Regions from separate parts of the Mus musculus genome. Here region 1 is linked to region 2. A link is a contact called in public Hi-C data. All regions are on one chromosome and are shown on one strand. Each heading gives the region's core, a stretch centred on a gene start, on an enhancer-like site or on the middle of the called end of the contact. The rest is flanking DNA. Distances are from core to core; before and after follow the strand shown. Region 1 overlaps Tox2 (TOX high mobility group box family member 2). Region 2 has its middle 14 kb from the start of Gtsf1l.

Evidence for each region. Hi-C and Micro-C count contacts between places; a contact is called where the count stands out from the background.
Region 1: a Hi-C map of pre-pro-B cells shows a contact between it and region 2, with 3 times the contacts expected there. The contact joins two enhancer-like sites. A contact is called at or near these places in 11 of 39 promoter capture datasets (the 3T3-L1 cell line, the C10 cell line, the HPC-7 cell line and 5 more), 2 of 15 datasets of contacts at CTCF or cohesin (CD8 T cells and large pre-B cells), 16 of 484 Hi-C or Micro-C datasets (B cells, CD8 T cells, DN3 thymocytes and 11 more) and 7 of 115 datasets of contacts at active chromatin or transcription factors (CD8 T cells, SST interneurons, bone marrow-derived macrophages and 3 more).

The regions. Positions count from the first base shown.
Region 1 is chr2:163,251,039-163,255,265 of GRCm38.p6, reverse strand. The region is part of intron 2 of Tox2 (TOX high mobility group box family member 2); the gene reads right to left. Among named protein-coding and RNA genes, the nearest start is that of Tox2, 50 kb to the right of the region's middle. Within about 2 kb of position 1,380, at least 84 of the 459 cell types and tissues checked have an H3K27ac peak or open chromatin away from gene starts, as enhancers often do. A contact at or near this core is called in DN3 thymocytes, the N1E-115 cell line, Th1 cells and 1 more, where this site is marked.
Region 2 is chr2:163,101,886-163,105,791 of GRCm38.p6, reverse strand. No RefSeq gene overlaps it. Among named protein-coding and RNA genes, the nearest start is that of Gtsf1l, 14 kb to the right of the region's middle. Within about 2 kb of position 2,376, at least 44 of the 459 cell types and tissues checked have an H3K27ac peak or open chromatin away from gene starts, as enhancers often do. A contact at or near this core is called in DN3 thymocytes, the N1E-115 cell line, Th1 cells and 1 more, where this site is marked.

The sequences.
Region 1 (4,227 bases), core at 131-2,630, 150 kb before region 2:
ATCAGGAGGCATCCTTCACTAGGTTTGTGATTTTTCTAGGGACTTTCTTGGCACATTTGAAAGCAAGATAATTTCACGAAAATCTTTCTAATTTCAACGCCTACCCTAATCTGATTTTCACCGAGTAAGTGCGCTCCCTTGGCTCATCTTTCTGATGCCTGATCCGGACACATCCGGGGCAGACGCAACCTCAGCAGCATGGGAACCTGACTAACACTTCTCTAGCTACTGTGCGCTGTGTGCCAGACACAGGAATATGCTCTCTGGGTACCAATGCATCTTAGTTACTCTTACCCACATCCCTCTGAGGGATGTCTTAAAGATGCCATGGAGTCTTGGAAGAGCTGGTTACATTTTCAAAGCCCACACTTTTCATGTTAGCACCCCGATGAGCCCGTCTCACCGACATTTCCTTACTGCAGTCTCAGTTGATTTGACAATAGTCTCAAAGCCACTGACTGATGACCTCATCTCCGGGTCTCTTCTGAATTGGTGTGACTTAACCAGATAGCAAAGGACTCGCTAGCAGTATGGGCAGACATTGTCCCTTCTGGGTATTCCTGGGCACGTGGTAGAGGAGGAAAATATCCAGGTGACAAGAGATAACCTGGAAAGTTCCTCAGAGGTGCCCACTCACAGATATAGAAGATTAGGGAGAGAGCAAACCACCCACCCCATGGCACAGAGCGAGAGGCTACACAGACACTAGATTCAGGCTCCCGAGCCTTCAGAAGCTTAGAGCCCAATGCCATTCTAGGTGGTCGCTATGTGTGGCCATGTTTCTCTTGTTCATAGGGTAAGCTCGCACACTGCAATGAGCACATACGTAAATCCAGGGGCTCTTTGACTCTCCTCCAGTATAAAGCCAAGCCCTACAGGGCATAGTCATTTTGAGATGGGCTGGGAGAGGGGGAGGGGCTCCATTTTTATGAAAACCCTTGAAATTACATTACCAACACACTGCCAGCCCCTCCCCCACCCCACCCCACCTCCTCTTATCGTTCCCACCCCATTTTGAAAGGGTGAATGTTCCCTGGGATTCAATTTTGCTCATAATAGTTGGAAGGAAACAAACTATAGGCTGTAAACACTGACTGCATTGTATGAGAAATACCTTTATGATGGGGAGCTGAGATGAATACCGCCCAAGTTCCTCCACTAAGCACGTCCCCTAATGTCTCCTATCGAAACATCTCACACAGGCAGGAATCTAGAGCTTTAACGTAAATGTATTTTTAGCCACCAGAATGCAAAATTAAGACTGGAGAGATGTAAGCACCAGCTCTCTGCAGTTTTCTTCAGTGAAGCCTGGGAGACTCGTGCATTTTTCTGAGCCCGTGCTTCGGAAGGGTGTGTGCACATCAGCTCCCCGTGACACACTCCATTTTCTCCCTGTACATAGGGTGGGGTTTTATTTCCTCCCTGCATTTTACTCTCCAGCTGGGAGATGACATTAAATTTCATCAGATCCAAAGCAAATCTATGGTCTTGAAGCCGTTTTTTTTCTCCTTTCAGGCCCCTCATATTTATTCAGAATTCATGAATCATGTTCCAATAACACAGCCGTAATTATTTTTAAAGTGTGATGCTTGTGGCTTCAACAGGAAATGGTTGCAAAAGCCCTTTTCTCTTTGATTGTTTGTAATCTCGGGCGTAATCGCTGCCGTTGCCTTCTCAGCACCGCAGCGGGCGAAACACAATTTCATTTTAATCTGAATCTCGAGCCTTCACCCCAGTTTTAATTAAAGCAATAAGAGCCATGTCATCTTTGCCCTTTGCAATGTACACAGACTCGGAAGCCAGAGTGACTAAGCGTACAGCCTCAGATTTCAACCCTGGCGGCAAGGCCTCCTGCCTACCCACCCGTACATTTACTGGGAAGTGGTTTGGTTTCACAAAACCTCAACCACTGAGGCGTTTTCCTCACCTGTTAGATGGGGGACAGCTGTGCCTAACTAACGAAGGCTGTGTGGTGTGAAGCAGACCTTTGACTCCAGTGCCTAAGCCCTGGGAAGCTCACAGCAAATGTTAAAGCCCATCAATTATTTTTAATTTAGTGTGTGTGAATATTTTGCTGTCACGTATGGCTTTACACCACATGCGTGCCTGGTGCCCTTGTCATAAGAAGGCAAGGACATCAAATCCCCTGCAACTGGAGTTACAGATGGTTGTGAGCCGCCTCATAGGTGCTGGGACTTGAACCCGAGATCCTCAGCAAGAGCAACCAAGGGTTTTTAACTGCCAAGTCATTTCTCTACTCCATTTTGTGTGCGTAGCAGGGAGGGGACAAATGCAACACCCTCTCCTGATTATTAATGGGGAAACTGAGGCTCAGCAAGAAAACAATATAGGCAAAGGGAACTGAATGAGGCAAAAACTTGAGATCCAAGTTTCTGCCTTTTTCCCTATTCTGGGCATCCACCACTGCCCCCTACTGGAAGGAGGCTTCCAATAAAAAGCTATGAGGACCAGTCTACACTCTCCACAACAATGTATAAAATGTGTTTTCCTGAAGGACTTTGAGGGAATGTGCGTCATCAAGCCTTGGGATTTGTTGTCAGCCAGATAGATGAAAAAAAAAAAAATAGCAGCTTTAGTTTTTCTTTTGTGTATTTTCTTTCGGTAAATGGTTGGCTCGGATCTCCTTCCCTTCTCCACTGTGGGTTTGAATTGATTTCTCGTAAGTCTTATGTACTAAGGAAGTTGGTCCTCAACTTCGAGTATCCGTGCCCAGTTTCCCACCTGCATCTCCTCTCTGGTGTTCTGGTATTGCAAACGCCATTTCAAGTTAGGGTGTGGTCTAGTTTTTAAACCTTTTCTTCTAAAGCTTCCACTAGAAGCATCTTCCTGCCAACAGGAACGTGTAGTAAAGGTACACTTATTGGTTCACTTCTGATTTCTCAGCCCATTTAAAGCTTTAATTGATTAGAAACCTTGCCTTTAATTTTTTTTAAAGACACTTTTGTGTCGCCCAGGCTGACCTTGAACTCGCTATTCAGCTGACTACGACCTTGAACGTAGAATCCTCTTGCCTCTATCTCTAGAGTTCTGTGCTGCTCTGCCCGATTTTAATTTTATCATCTCTGGACAGGAAAGGGGCTGTGGATCCAACACCATCTTTCCCTAACCTTCTGTCCTTAGAACACTCTGCCTGTGGCTTCTAAGGCTCTATGGAAGGACATAGAAAGATTCTATGTCAAAACAGAACAAAAAAATGGCAGGGGGATCATTACTTGGCGCTCTCTTATCTTACGTTTCATTTATCCTCCCAGGGCTTTGATCCACAAGCCCAGAAGTCACAATTTTACATAATGGCTCCTGACTTGGACAGCCATCTAACTGCTTTTAAATGGGCCTCTCAAATGTCAAATGACCAAGTCCCATCTCATCAAGCCTGCCCTTCCCCAAAGCAGAAGATGGCACAGCCACACTACATTCTGGGAGTTGCCCATCTCTCTTCCTCCCTTCTTTCTCTACATCTAGTAGTCTCAAAATCAGATAGCTTGATTTACAAAATCACATCTCAGACCACCTACGTGTCTCCATTTCTTCTGCCTGTAGTATAATCTTGGATCCTTCATTTGCCTAAAGCATACCCAACCTCAATCTCCCTGTGTCCACTCCTGCTACTGAGAGCTTTAGCAAACCTCATGTCATCAGTCTCAACCCATTTGTCTGCCCCCCAACCCCTTCTCAGACGCATGTATACACATACGCGTGCATGCGTGAGCACTCGAGCGCGCACACAAAATTTTAGGAAAAACCCTGAAAACGTTTGTATAAATCTTATTCACAGCCATAAAATCAGAAAACTACCCACAGTCAGAAAGGCACCATGACACACTAGCATTTGCAGTACCTGGAAGGGACAGACATTATTTGTTGGGCCAAGATGTCTAGGGGATTCCCACAGAGGAAGCGATGTTTGCATTGATACAGAGTTGACCAGATGCGCATCTTGTGTAACCAGAACATTATTTACAGGAATAAGACAATAGAAATAAGTCATGGCTGGTTTCTCTGAACACTGGTGTTTTGCGTAGGCTCTTAGTTTAGATTTACCCAAAATCAGCCTGAGATGAGACTTCTCTGAGAGATTCAGTACAGAAAGGAGCTTAGAGGATAAGAAAAAGAGCAGGTTGCAGCCTGGCCCAGGACTCAGCCTCCGTGGGAGTTACATGGGTGCGGGGGCGGTGTGTGTGTGTGCCATCTGCAGTGACCCATTTG
Region 2 (3,906 bases), core at 1,127-3,626:
GTCTTTAATCGCAATACTTAGGAGTCAGAGGCAGGCAGATCTCTGAGTTCCAGGCTAGCCTGGTCTACAGAGCAAGTTCCGGAACAGCCAGGGCTATACAGAGAAACCCCGTCTTGAAACCAAACCAAACCAAACCAAACAAAGAAAGAAAATTTCTCAAAGAAACTCAAATAAAAGCCATGGTGAATACTCCCATGTCTATTAGAATGATTTTCTGAGACAAGATCTTACCATAATGACCAAGCTGCCCTTGAACGTGTAAGGCTAGAGTGCATCCTACCTCAACTCCACGGGCAGCTGTGACCACAGCCTCTGCCACGACGCTCTCGAATGCAATGGCCAGTACTGACAAGGGCACTGGGCTTCTTGGATGCTCACCTATGTGTTGCTGGGATGTAGGCTGTTACTTCTGCTAGGAAATTGGCTTGGCAGTTTTATCCCAAGGCCAACCTCTGTCATGCATGCACACACCCATGAGCACGCACAGTAAAAGGCCCTCGGGGCTTCCATCCTGAGCTAGTACTGAACTCTCTCCTGTGGTGTGAAAAAGATGGGAAGTAGTCAGGTTTGAAAAATAATCTGCGAACTTATATTTGCATGTCTGGGAATCTTTGCACTCTTGGAGGGGGGGTCTACTAGACAGCAAGAGTCTTTTACTTACACGGAGCCTTCTGCTTTCTTTGAAATGCTGCAGGAATAGCCTTCCGTGCAACAACGGTGGCTCCTGTTCCATCCCAGCACTGTTCTCTGCCTGGGAATACTCAGCAGCTGGACAATGCAACTTCTGATGTGGTAACTGACCCACCTGCTGTGTGGAGGAAACTAGTCTCCGGACTAGTCCAGCTACTAGTCAGCTTCCCAGAGTCAGAGGGCAGGCAGGAAGCATCCTCCAGTTAGCTCAAAGAACCAGTGTGCCTGGCTTCAGTCTGGCTTAGGTCTAAGGCCAGCACTCAAGGCAACATCAGGTGCTTCCAAGGTTACTGAAGCAACATGCGGCCCATGGCCAACACCCTGCGCCGGGACACTCTAGAGTCCGTGTGAGCACCAGAAGTATCCCGCACCGGAAGTATCCCACCGTTGAGCCTGGTCGCAGCAGGAGGTACAGGAGGTGTGTGAAAAGCTAATGCTGTCATGTGAGCAGTGAGGTCTTTTGCCGTCCAAACAAGGCCAAGGGGCCAAGGGAGGGTGCCAAGTCTCCATTCTGTCTCCTGAAAAAGCCTTTGACAGGCCAGCGACATAGCTCAGCGGGGGAAGGCAACTGCTGCCAAGCTTGATGACCTAAGTCCAGTCCCTGGGACCTACCTGGTAGCAGACAGGCATGGGTTCCCAAAAACTGTCCTCTGGCCTCCCCAAACATGCCATGACACACGTGTGTTTGTATGTGCACATAAACAAATACATAACTTTATTTTTTTTTTCAGAAAGAGGCCCCCACCACTTGGTGCCTGTTGACGGCCTTACTGAGCCTTAAACGAAAAGAGGGGGTTAGTGTGCAAGTCTGGCGACGGGCCAGGAGTAGGCCAGCTTGAGCAGCAGTGCCATCTCTGCCCTGCTTACTGTGTGGCCTTGGGAAACTGCCTGAGCCTCTCTGTTCCTCAGGTGGGAGTGACTGACAACTTCATACAGGCAGAGGAGGAGGAAATGTGGCCATGTTGGCCAAGTGTCTAGCAATACACTTGACCCTTAGAAAGCTCCATTTCATCTTTGGCCCTGATACTAACTCAATGACTGTCCCTTTGCCAGTCCCGTAGAGAGGAAACAAAGCTGAGGGCCTCAGGGCCCTCTAAGGCATCAGACCAGCTACAATCCAGGGTTAAATCTGGTGTGTGCGTACATTCCTATATGGGATCACGGTGGGTTCACACATCACCAGATCAAACCACTGGGCCACTCTTTTAGGGAAGGAAACAAGGAGGTTTATTCTCAATGAGGTCTGAACTATAGGAACTAAAGTCAGCAGATGTCCAAGGAAGGGATGGCCCGTAGAAAGAGTCTGTCCCCGAGAGAAGTCTAAAGTGACCAAAAACAAAAAACAAACAACTGAAGCCCAGAAAGCTGAAGGTGCCACCCAGATGTCCCAGCCCTCATGAATGTCACTGAACAAGGAAACTAGAGAGGCCTGGGCCAGATGGGATGTGGTTGCTATGGGACAAAGCCACACCTAGCAACAGCTCCCCAGTTCCAAGCCCCTATCATTCGCCTGGCAGTGATACCTCCCTAAACAGTCTGGCAGAGATCTCAAGCCGGGCCACGAACTGCCCCAGATGCTCCAGGGAACGGATGCAAAGCTTTCTGTTTTGTGTCACACCTGTGGTGACAGCTGAGTTGAAGAGAATGTTCACAGTCATTGTGCTCAGAAACCACACACACGAGTTCTATCTACCGGGGTTTCGGAATGAATCGAGGTTCCAGCTCTCCTCTCCACCTAATTGCCTGTCTGCACAGGGTAACCTTTTGATGTGAGTTTAATAATTAGTCATCATGGCCTAGTTAAAGAAAACAATGTGTTCTCCAGTGGCACTCTGTTTCCAGTGAGAGACAGAGACACTAAACGGTAACTTTCACCCTGTTTTTTTTAAAAAAAAAAAAAAAAAGGATGTTCCTCAGCTGGTCCTGCATCTGCCCAGCTGGTCCTGCATCTGCCCAGTGTATCGCCAGTTTCGGTCTTTAAGCAGCTGTGCCCCGACACAGATGCCCCTCCCCCAGTTCTGCCACATCTGGTTCACTCTATTCTGTGAGCTGGGCGCCACGATGCCTCAAGCATAGCATGACAGCAGATCCTCTTTATAACACAGACGTTTTGCCCCGGTTCCATACTCTGAAGTGCCCAGCCCCCACCTGTACCCAGCTCCGGCCACTGACCGTTTTCTCCCAGCCAACCAGCTATGCTCCCGGCTTGCCCTTTCCTGCACAGAGGAAGCGCACACCTACCTCAGGGCCTTTGCTCGGGAGAGAAATTCATGCTGGAAATAATCTGAGTGCCTAGTGAATTCCTCTCTCTCTCTCTTTCTCTGTCTCTCTCTGTGTCTCTCTCTGTCTGTCTCTCTCTGTGTCTCTCTCTGTCTGTCTCTGTCTCTGTCTCTGTCTCTGTCTCTGTCTCTGTCTCTGTCTCTGTCTCTCTCTCTCTCACACACACACACACACACACACACACCAGCTCTCGGGCCAAGCACAACTGCCTAAAGTGAAAACCTCCCAGTCACCTAGCTCCCTGTAGGAAGTATCGCCAGCTGCTGTAAACTGCAACTTCATATTAAATGTACCTTCTCTGTCGCGATGTGTCTCCTAAACACACAACAGCCTGGGCTTGAGAAGGGGTTAGCGGGCTCAGTCAGTGAAGTGCTTGTCAGGCAAACATGACCACCCATGGCAAGAGTCAGTCATGGTGGTGAATGTGCCTCACGTCGCAGGCACAGCCAGGAGGATCCCTGCAGTTCACTGGGCATCCAGCCTAGTCAAATTGGTGAACCTGGGTTCAAAGATATGGAGAAGAAGGATAGAGAAAAACGTCTGCCCTCTGCCTCTGGCCTCCTCACTCTCCTGCCCACACCCACACAGTCACATACACACACACCCATGTGTTTCACACACACAGAGATGAGATGCATAGATAAGGAAAAGGCTTTAAAACAAAGACATCTGGTACTTATCCAAAACCAACTGCCAGCTGTCCACCCCACTTAATGTTGGTCATGCACACACACAGAGACCATGAACTCAGGCCCCCCCGGGGGGGGGGGCGCTGGTTAGGCTCACCTCCCCTTCTCCCAGGAGCACTGCTCTCCAAATTGTCAAGCGTCTGCTGTCCAAATCCCCAAGCTGCCACCTCGGCCCACCCACAGCCTCTAAGACACTAATGGAGTAGGTTTAAATCTCTTCTCCCTCTCTCCCTCTCTCCCCCTTTCC